3 separate regions of the Mus musculus genome follow, and all the other regions are linked to region 1. The links are chromatin contacts, called in public HiChIP or PLAC-seq and promoter capture Hi-C maps. All regions are on one chromosome and are shown on one strand. The core of a region is the stretch at or near the end of the contact, and the rest is flanking DNA. Distances in the headings are between cores, read along the strand shown.

Region 1 (3,354 bases), core at 531-3,030:
GCCAGCTCAGAGCTATTCCCTACTATGGCAGCCACAGAAAAGATTGCTGCTCTGTGGTCTTGTCCCCAAAACCTCAGTGTCCATTATCTGAGCCCATCTGCAAATAATAATAATAATAATAATAGCATTTAATGACTACTTCCTGCATGTGTTTTTATGTATCAGCTCCAACAAGTCATGAAGGAGATACGATTATTTCCTGTATTTTATAGATGGGAAAACCTTCACAGAGCAGGTAATTAAATTGCCCAGAGCAGCCCAGCCAGGAAGTAACAGGGTCCAGACTGGATGACAGGCTTTCTCTTCCCAGGGTCTGGCCTTCTGACCCTCTGCTGTTAGGGATGAGGGGAGCTGACATGTTGATGTATTCACTGCACAGCATTTAAAAGGTAGACAGTAAGGCTAAGAAGACAGAAGCAGGCCGTGGGGGCTCACACCTTTAATCCCAACAGGCAGGAGGCACAGGCAGGTGGAGCTTTCTGAGCTGGAGGCCAGGCTGATCTACACAGAGTTCCAGACCAATGAGTGTTGTATAGTGAAACCCTATCTCAAAAAAAGAAAAATTAAAAAGACGGGTTCCTTAGTGGTCCTGCCTATGGGCGGGAGAATCAATGTCTTACAGAGAGAGGTCAAAGGGGACACAGGAAGGTAGGAACCCAAAAATATGACTCTGGATTTCAGAACCGTACCAGACAGACACAGGAGGTCTGCTGGGGAGGGGCTTGTAGGTGGGCAAGGCTGATCTGTGGAGCCACTGTGGGCCATCAAATAGTATGGTGGTCACTGGGGCCGAGGTTTCTCTCCCCACATGGTGAGAGAAGCTGGGCCTCCTGCCATCCTCAGGACCTGCCAGCGCTGGAGGAGGAACCGACCACAGATCTGCACCTTCTCAGGACTTCCTTCTCACCCCATAATTATGTGATTAGTCATGGGTGGCTCTGGGAGCCGGGCTCAGCTTTGGCTCCCTGCACAGAGTCCTCCAGCAAGATCCACATGGGGCTGGGGGCTGCTCAGACCCCCCTCCCCCAGAGTAAGGTCTCTGCAAGCTGCCTCCATGGCTTCTCAATATACTGAAGCATGGGCCCCACCCCCTGCCTCCCCCAGGGTGCCTGTAACTGCCAAGGCTGGGCCGAGCAGCACCTGGCAAGCTGGGGATGGGTAATTTTGAAAATGAGTGGCTTTTGGGTTTCCAACATTCCAGGTTCACCAACTTCTGAGACAAAAACACCTGTGTTTTGGCTCACCCTTCTCAGAAAAGCAGTTCCCTTTATAGCCTGGGGCAAGAGAGGTGCAGGCAGCCACCACCTTACAGAAAGTTGGGGAGCAATCAGGAAGGACAGATTCCCTGGCAGCTTGCCTTCTGCACTCCCCAACTCAACCCCTGTGGCCAGACTCCTCTGAATGGCAGTACAGTCCCTCCTCGAGCCTCCTCCTGCTCAGGACTGGGAGGAAGAGTGAGCCATGGGGAAGCAGCCTGGGTAGGGCAGCTGGAGGCTCCTGGAGCAGAGTTAGGGATAGAGAGATACCTTCTTTTTCTTTCCAGGAGAAAAGATTGTCTCAGGCACAGCCGAGCCAGGAGGAGATGCGCAGGGAGGGTGCAGGGAATGAGCGCCTCGTGAGGATGGGTGAACAACGAGGAGATAAATAAGGAGAAATCTGCAAGGAGCCTGCAGGCTGGAGAGATAACTATGAAAATCCAGCAGCTGTGCTGAAGACTACTGGGCCAGGCCTCGGTGGGAAGTCTGCTAGCAATGCAGTTCCTGGACTGACTCTCCACCCACCCAATCAGATGATGAGGACAAAGAGCCCGCAATCAGTGACAAGCTCCTCCAGGCTTGACTCGGAAGGATGGAGTGTGAGAGCCATTGGAACAGGCAGCCCTTGGGGACCTCCTGTCTAAAAGGAGCCTAGATTCTCCCCACTGGAGAGAGTAGTGTCCTGAGGCAGGACTGGTGGGGATTAGATGACAGACACCTCCTCAGGAACACACAGGGTACAGATTTTAGCTCACTGCTCCTTTTTGGCCTGAAGCACCCTGGTAGGAGCTACTTGCCCATCTATCTATCTATCTATTGCGCATTTGAGCTGAGGTTCTCTCAGTGGTCACCTGATGGCCACAAGCTGTCTCTCATCTTAAGTAGTGGGGGACAGGCATGAAAGGCAGATTGCTAGACCACTCCTGACTGAGCTCCGCTGTCCATCCTCTCCCCTCCCCCCTCCCTTCTCCCCTCTCCCATTCCCCTCCCCCCTCTCCCCTCTCTCCTCTCAGGCACCAGCTCCCAGGAACCCACAGTCTCTCCCTCATTTTCCCATTAGAGCCTCTTTGCTCTCTCTACCAACAGCTGACCACCTGAATGTCTCCTGCTGCAATTTCCTCACAGCAACCAAAAGAGAACTTCACCTCCCGCTTAGGAGCAAGCGCAGGTAGGTACAGGGGCCCTTCTTCCACTTCCTGCACAACCTGTCCCCACATACGTCCTTCCCCTAACCTGCTTTCTCCATGGGACCTCAGTCTCCACACATGTCCCCTCCCTGGTTCCTACAACTTGGCTTTCTGCCATGTCTGCATAGTATATTCTCTCTTGTAAACTTGTGCCCCTCTAAATGATGGGAACAGAAAGGGCTGCACTCCCTGCCACCCCCACCCCATCTAGTACAGGAAGATCACTGTGGGCCACTGGGCTTAGGGCAGGCAGGAAGGCAGCAGGAAGAGCATGGAGCTAGCTAGAGCAGAAGCCTTGAAGCCATGAAGGGCTCAGAGAGCTGTAGGCTGGCTGCATGTGGCCAGCTAGCTCCCCCACAGTCCAGATTCTAGCTGGCCCCCAGAGCCACCCTCTCCCTCCCTCCCTCGAAGTTGTGGGCACACTCCTCGTTAGCACTGCAAAGCTTCTGGCTCTGTTGGGTTAATGATTCCAGCAGAGACAGACATAGGGATGCCATGTAGCCTTCACATATCATTGGGGCCGTCATGTGGAAAAGGGATCACAGTGGGGGGTAAGCAGAGGAAGCTGTGGGGGGCAGGTTCAGTGTGGCTTGAACCGCCTGAGAGAGGATGAGCTATGTAGAGGGTGGGTGTTCCCTCCAGCCGTCTCATTCACCCCACTAGGCAGGTAATGATTAGACCTTTTTATGGGCAAGGAAACTGAGGCCCAGGGCCATTTGCCAGGCCTGTGGCTGAGTCTGGCCTGGAGCCTAGGTCTCCTGTGCAGAAGGAGGGGCAGGGAAGACTGGCTATATCCAGTGATATGTTTGTTCACTAGAGCCAGAGACAGGGCTGAGCCTGAACCACAGCAGGCAGTGAACATCCTATCAACAAGGTGTTCACTCAGATCTTGTTGTCTGATGAAATGATAT
Region 2 (3,264 bases), core at 200-2,699, 150 kb before region 1:
ACCATACAATTATATTCATTGCTACTCCATAACTGTAATGTTGCTACTGTTATGGATTGTAATGTAAATATTTTTTGGAGCTAGAGGCTTGCCAAAATGGGTCATGACCCACAGGTTGGGAACCACTGTTCTACATGAAATGACTGTTTTCAAAATTGAGAAATAGGCTGAGGCTCATTGGCAAAGTGCTTGCTGGCAAGCACGAGGACCTGAAGTCAGATCCAAAGCACCCCCATAAAAGCTGAAAGCAGTGGTGGACTTCTATAACCCCAAGAATGGGGAAAGGTCACAGAGCTTGCGGGTTCCCTGGAGCTCACTGGCCGGCCAGCCAGTCTGACCAAACTGGCAAGCTCCAGATTCAGTGAGAGACCCTGCCTCAAAAACAGAACAAAAAGCGCAATAGAGGAAGGTATCTCTCATTATCTTCTGGATACACGCGCACACACACTGCTAAGGTGTTGTGGTACAAATACATGTTGAGCAAAAATGGGCTGGGCTGAACAAAGCCTGTGAAAATGCAAATTATTTAAAGCCCATAGTTAGACACTGCACTATTCATTAACAAGTACTTCGTAGAGGGGAGATGCTAGCTCCATTGTTGTGCCTACATACAAGTACAAGGAACTGAGTTCAAATCCCCACCACCCACCTGTGTAAAAGCCAGGTGTGACAGAGCAAGCACATCAGTAACCCCAGCCCCGGGGTTAGGGGGTCACAGACAAGAGGACCCCTGCCCAGAGCTTGCTACTCACTGGGTTCAGGGAGAGACTTTTGTCTCAGAAAGTAAGGTGGGAAGGAATGAAAGGAGACAGAAAAGCATTTGTTGTGGTGCTAGACTGACTTCGTTTCCCCACACCCCCACACCCCACCCCCGCCCCCTGCACTTCATTAGCTCTCAGACCCGGCAAGGAACGGCAGCCCAATGGTTCTGGGTGCTCCCCAACTCACTAGCTCCGTGGCTTGGCCACGCCTACATGCTTTCTTATGGTTTATGTTTAGCCCAGGGCTAGGACTGGAATTTTTCTGAGGAAGCAGCACCCTCAGTTGTTGCCAACAAGTGCTGTATGTCTGTCAGAAATTAGTTTTCGATGCAGACTCAAAAAATCTTCCTCTTTGAACCTGGCCTAAAATTTCGAGGCAAGACAGCCCGAGGCACACAGCTTAGGACGTGGCCACCTGGCTTGGACCTGGTGACAAGCTGCTCCCCACACCTCAGAGCTGTAAAAGTTAGCCAAGAAGGAAGACTTCCTTCCTGCATAGATTTGCAAACATCGTTGTCAAGCCCCCAGCAGTGGGTTCTGTCCTCAAAGCAAGCGAAGGGAAATGTCCAGAGGTCAGAGTTCACTTAGCAGCGTGCAGGAGCATCTCCCTCAGCTGCCAACTCGAAGGGAATTACTTGCTAAGAGGCAAATAGCTGTGGAATCACCTGACAGCCACCCCACCCCACCCTCAAATGCCTCCCAAGAAACAGCACAGCCAGCCAAAATCATTTGCTCGGACCATTTGGCATCAGCTGGCAGTATGGCTCTGAGGGAAATTATATTTTTAGATGAGTTATGTAACAGTTCGTTATGAATTAGCGTTGGCAAATGAACGCTTGTGAAGAATTTTATAGGAAACCCTAACTTTGCACCAGAACAAAGCAAGATCCTACCTCCCCGCAACAGTAGACCACTGTTTAAAAACTCTGTTGTTGTGATTATTATTATTATCATTATTATTATTGCTGAATTTTTCCAAAAATGAAGACTTTTTGGAAATGTGTTGTCTTCCTTGCTGCAGAAACACCAACAGAACACCACTGCCTGGTGCCACTTGGCCCAGAATGCCTATAATATTCACTATTTGATTCTTTCATAGAAAAATATTTGCCGATCTGTGCATTTGATTATTTTAAACACTGTATCACTTAATGGTAAAGCTTTCAGGGGAAAGCCCACTGAGTAAACAGTTGTCTCATTGTAAACGAACGAGAACTGGAGGTTGTACTTCCCCTTGCAAAGTCTCCTCCTGACCAGGGAGCCCTGTCAGATGAAAGCCAACTGTGTCCCCTCCTCACGGGGTCTAAGTCCAAGGCTTCTGAGTAGGCTGTGGGTCCCCAGAGTCACTCACAGTCCATGCTCACTGATCCTTCTGTCCTCAGAACTTTACCCATGCTCACATGGCTATGTCTGTAATTAGAACTTGAAATTTGAGACTCTAGAAACAGAAACATTGTTTCCCACAAACTCTTAATGCCTTTGAACTTGAACCACTTATTTATAGTATACTAAGAGACTGTATATGTTAAGAGTTTTGTTTTGTAAATCAGGGTCTCACTATGTATCCCTGGCTGGCCAGGATCTTGCTATGTAGACTAGGCTGGCCTCAAACTCACAGATCTGTCTGTCTCTGCCTCGCAAGTACTAAGACTAATGGCATATGCTACTACACAGGGTCCTGTATGCATTAGACTATTAAATTTTAAAGGTGTGTGGGGTATGGGGGTGGTATGTGTGCATGCGTATGTGCATGTGGGGGGGTGGCGGTATGTGTGTGTTTGTGTGTGCATGAGTGTGTGCATGAGTGTTCATGTGCCTGTATATGTGTGTTAGGCATGTGTATGCAGGAGCACATACCATTTGTGCATTCGTGGAGGCCAGAGGTCAATGCTGAGTATCTTCCCTTATTGTACCCCACCTTCTTTTTTGAAGCGGGGTCTCTCCATGAACATGGTACTCACTACTCCAGCTGAACTATCTGGCAGGAAGCCCTCGGGAGCCACTGTGTCCACCCCCACACCCCACCTGCCCCCCCACCAGCATCCATCACAGGATGTACCTCTACACCCCACCTTTAACACAGATGCTGGGGATCCAAGCTCAGGATTCTCCTTATGCTTCCGCTTCAAGCACTTCATCCACATAGCCACCACCCCAGCCCCAAAAGTACAAAATATAAAAATAATAAAGTACACGCTAAAAATATGAATAATGTGCTAAAATAATTTTATATTGAAAGTTAAGTAAAATATTATAAAGTCAGTTTCACATACTTCTTCTAACTGTCTTAGAAGAAGCTACTAGATGTGGGTGCAGCGGGCAGCGGCAGTGGTGCACTCAGTAGACAGGCAGGTGGATCTCTGAGTCTGAGGCCAGCCTCGTCTACAGACAAGTGCCAGACAAGTTCCATGGCATCATAAAAAAACCCTGTCTTAAAAGGAGGAGGAGACGGAGGAGGGGGGCAATAGGGAAAAGGAGGAGGGGGAGGAGGAAGGACAAGGTG
Region 3 (3,017 bases), core at 329-2,828, 220 kb before region 1:
AGAAAGGAATTATAAGTCAGCAACGGAGTGATTCTACAGCGTTTTTATGGGACTGGATTGGAGAGGGTCGGTGGCAATACAAGCCCCCAGCCGGGCTTCAAGTTGCAGCAGGCAGGAATGGTTATGGGGTTTTGTGTGACGATATTATGCCTGCATCCACACTCTAGCTAAAAATAGTCATGGCTCAGAAGCAGGCATGGTGGGCAGAAAGAAATTTCGTTTTATCTGTAACATTCCCCATTCTTAAAAAAGAACATGCAGTCATGCATACTTTCATAATTATAAGTTTTCTTTTTAAAATAAAACGTCAAAAGAAAATGGCTCTTGTTGCCGCTTTGAGAACGCTTGCATTCAAGGCTGTTGTATGGGTGGAGGAGATTCCTAGCATACTGTTTAATTATCTCAAACACACAACCATCCACATCCATTCAGGTCAGCCAACATGTGACTGCCGCTACTGCAAACCACAGTTAAGTCACTGCCTTCCAGACCCAAGGCACATGGGTCCCTTCAGAGATGCAGGTGGTAGACCAGAAAGGGCTCGGCGTTAGTCAGCTTTCTGCAGTAGCAAACGTTCATTCTGGCTCAGATTTTCAGGGGTTTCAGTCCCCTGAAATAGTCCTGTGGTACCTTTGCTTGGGCTGTGGTAGCACGTGGCTGAGGAGGACTGTTCACTTCATGGTGGAGACAAGAAGGAGCCAGGGTTCCAATTCTTCCCTGAAGGGCACACCCCAAATGACCCAACTCTCTCTATTAGGCCTTATATCCTAAAGGTTCCACTATCTCTCAGTACCCTGAGCTAGGGACAAAGCCTTCAAACACAGGCCAAAAGGGGGAACGTTCAGATCTCAAGTTGGAACAAATTTACTCTCAAGACACCAGACCAAAAGTACAAAGATAAAAAGACGTGGGTCCCAGATGAGGGACAGCCAAGGATTCGCTCTTGAAACCCAGTTTGGGTTTTGACAGGGAAGGGAGGGATACAGCTGGAGAAAGGCGTTCTATAAGAAGTAAAGTCTTGAAAGAAAAAAATGAGGTTATAAGTGAAAAGCAACCAGAAACAAATGACAACAAAGGCTGCATGCTCACTTCTGGTTGCCCTTCCCATCCCCCCTGTCACAGATCCCTGTCCTCATGGATGTCCCTCTGATGTCTGCCTCTGTCTTTCTCATCACCAGCTTCTCTGGAGGCAGAGGAGTTCCTCGGGTTGTTTTATTGTTCTTGGTAGTCACAGGTATCTGGAGAAAGACAAGAGTGAGCAGCAAAGGTCACAGAACTAAGGAACTTGTCCAACTGATGAGGAAGAGGCTCAAGATGCCAGTCTTGGCCTTTCTGAATTCTGACCCAATTTTCCTGGTAAAATCAATTCGAAGGTGAAATTCTAGGCTCTGCTGGTCCCAACAAGCTATGCTCAGCCACTGTCCCCATATTTCCGGCTAAGCATGATTACCAGTAAAGAGCAGAGGAAGAAAGTTTGTTCAATGTGTCCACATCGGGAAGAATAACAAAGGGACCCAGTGGCCTTGTCTTGGTGATTCTGACCTGAGGCTTATGCAAATTCGAGCAAGGTATACATAACTAACAGAGACAATCAAGGTGTGGTTCTTGTCTCTACCACTATCTTTGTCTCTGCTCCAATCTCTCCTTCTAGGGGGTCCAACAAGTTTTCAGAACTATGTGTCATCTCTTCCTGGAAGATGAGCTCTTTCTCCTGCTGGCTTTGGCATCTCTGTCTTTTCCTCCCACTGCCCCACCCCGCCTGTGGTTCAGGAGGAATTTTTCATTCTTTGTGGTCCACTGTTAATAGTCTGATAGCCAAAAGAAGGAGTGTCAGTCAACGTTTCTGTCTCGCCACTGGGATGCCAAGATGCTTCCCAGAATGCTGCTCAGAGAAGGCAGAACACAGTCCAAGAAAGGGGGTCCCCGGCTGGAGTGATGGCTCAGTGGTTAAGAGCTCTGACTGCTCTTCCAGAGGTCCTGAGTTCAATACCCAACAACCATACGGTGGCTCACAGCCATCTGCAATGTCCTCTTCTGGTGTGTCTGAAGACAGCTAAAATGTACTCATATGAGTAAAATAAATAAATCTTTAAAAATAAAAAAGGGGGTCCCAGCCAGGGTTTTCCTGGGTGAGAAACAGTGGGGGCTGGGATGGATGCTCTGGTTCTCAAACTCTGGTGTACCCCAACTACTCTGGGGACTATGAGGCCTTAAGAACAAGGGTCTGGGGAAACCCTGTGGTTGAATTAGGGAAAAGCTGGAAGAAACTGAGGAGGAGGACAACCCCAACCAGCAACCCCAACCCGGACCTCCAGATCTCTCAGACACTGAGCCACCAATGAGGCAGCATACACCCGCTGATATGAGGCCCCTGACACATATACAGCAGAGGACTGCCAGGTCTGGCCTCAGTGAGAGAAGACACACCTAACCCTTGAGAGACTTGAGGCCCCAGGGAGCAGGGTGGTCGGGTGGGGTGGAGGTGGTAGGGTGGGGACTTTGTCTTGGAGATGGGGAAGGGGGTGGGGTGGGAGAGAGGTTTGAAATCTTACAGTCTGGACTGGGAGGGGGATAACAACTGGACTGTAAAAAAAAAAAGATTAAATAATAATTTTAAAAAGAAAAAAAGGAAATTAGCAACACACACACAAAGGGGGGTCCGAGGCTCACGCTAAGTCCAGGACTGGGAGGAATCTGGCTTGGTAAGTGCCAAAAGTATGGAGGGACTGGAAGGCAAGCCTACTATTTAGGAGCAGCTCTTTACAATGACACCCTGCCCCCTGGTGATCCTTGCTGAAGGAGTCAGTCCTAACTGGTCCAAACTGCTTTATTCATGGGGAAAGTGAATGGTTACATCTTACTCAGAGTGAACCAGGGATTAAACAGGTTTGCAGGAAGGGATGCCCAGGAAGGGAAGCTCATTCTATCTAGATACTTCATTAGCATGGAGAACTCTAAGTTTTCATGCTCTGTGACTGGTTATCATGGTCCTCTTAGTGAGGTGTCATGGTCGCATG

What was found. Promoter capture Hi-C pulls out the DNA fragments that hold promoters and counts their contacts. HiChIP or PLAC-seq counts read pairs in DNA pulled down with a chosen protein or histone mark.
Region 2: a contact with region 1 is called in a promoter capture Hi-C map of hippocampal neurons, with 2.4 times the contacts expected there. The contact joins two enhancer-like sites. A contact is called at or near these places in 6 of 39 promoter capture datasets (the HPC-7 cell line, embryonic stem cells, hippocampal neurons and 3 more), 3 of 484 Hi-C or Micro-C datasets (all in the G1E-ER4 cell line), 1 of 115 datasets of contacts at active chromatin or transcription factors (pancreatic cancer cells) and 3 of 9 other capture datasets (adipose tissue, embryonic stem cells and liver).
Region 3: a contact with region 1 is called in an H3K27ac HiChIP or PLAC-seq map of extraembryonic endoderm stem cells. The contact joins two enhancer-like sites. A contact is called at or near these places in 1 of 484 Hi-C or Micro-C datasets (nephron progenitors), 1 of 115 datasets of contacts at active chromatin or transcription factors (extraembryonic endoderm stem cells) and 1 of 9 other capture datasets (pancreatic islet).

Annotation. Positions count from the first base shown.
Region 1 is chr11:72,500,726-72,504,079 of GRCm38.p6, forward strand. All of the region lies in intron 9 of Spns3 (spinster homolog 3), which reads right to left. Among named protein-coding and RNA genes, the nearest start is that of Spns2, 12 kb to the left of the region's middle. Within about 2 kb of position 1,781, at least 65 of the 459 cell types and tissues checked have an H3K27ac peak or open chromatin away from gene starts, as enhancers often do. A contact at or near this core is called in extraembryonic endoderm stem cells and hippocampal neurons, where this site is marked.
Region 2 is chr11:72,347,787-72,351,050 of GRCm38.p6, forward strand. The region is part of intron 6 of Tekt1 (tektin 1); the gene reads right to left. Among named protein-coding and RNA genes, the nearest start is that of Gm51867, 9.7 kb to the left of the region's middle. Within about 2 kb of position 1,450, at least 15 of the 459 cell types and tissues checked have an H3K27ac peak or open chromatin away from gene starts, as enhancers often do. A contact at or near this core is called in hippocampal neurons, where this site is marked.
Region 3 is chr11:72,284,518-72,287,534 of GRCm38.p6, forward strand. No RefSeq gene overlaps it. Among named protein-coding and RNA genes, the nearest start is that of Xaf1, 16 kb to the right of the region's middle. Within about 2 kb of position 1,579, at least 15 of the 459 cell types and tissues checked have an H3K27ac peak or open chromatin away from gene starts, as enhancers often do. A contact at or near this core is called in extraembryonic endoderm stem cells, where this site is marked.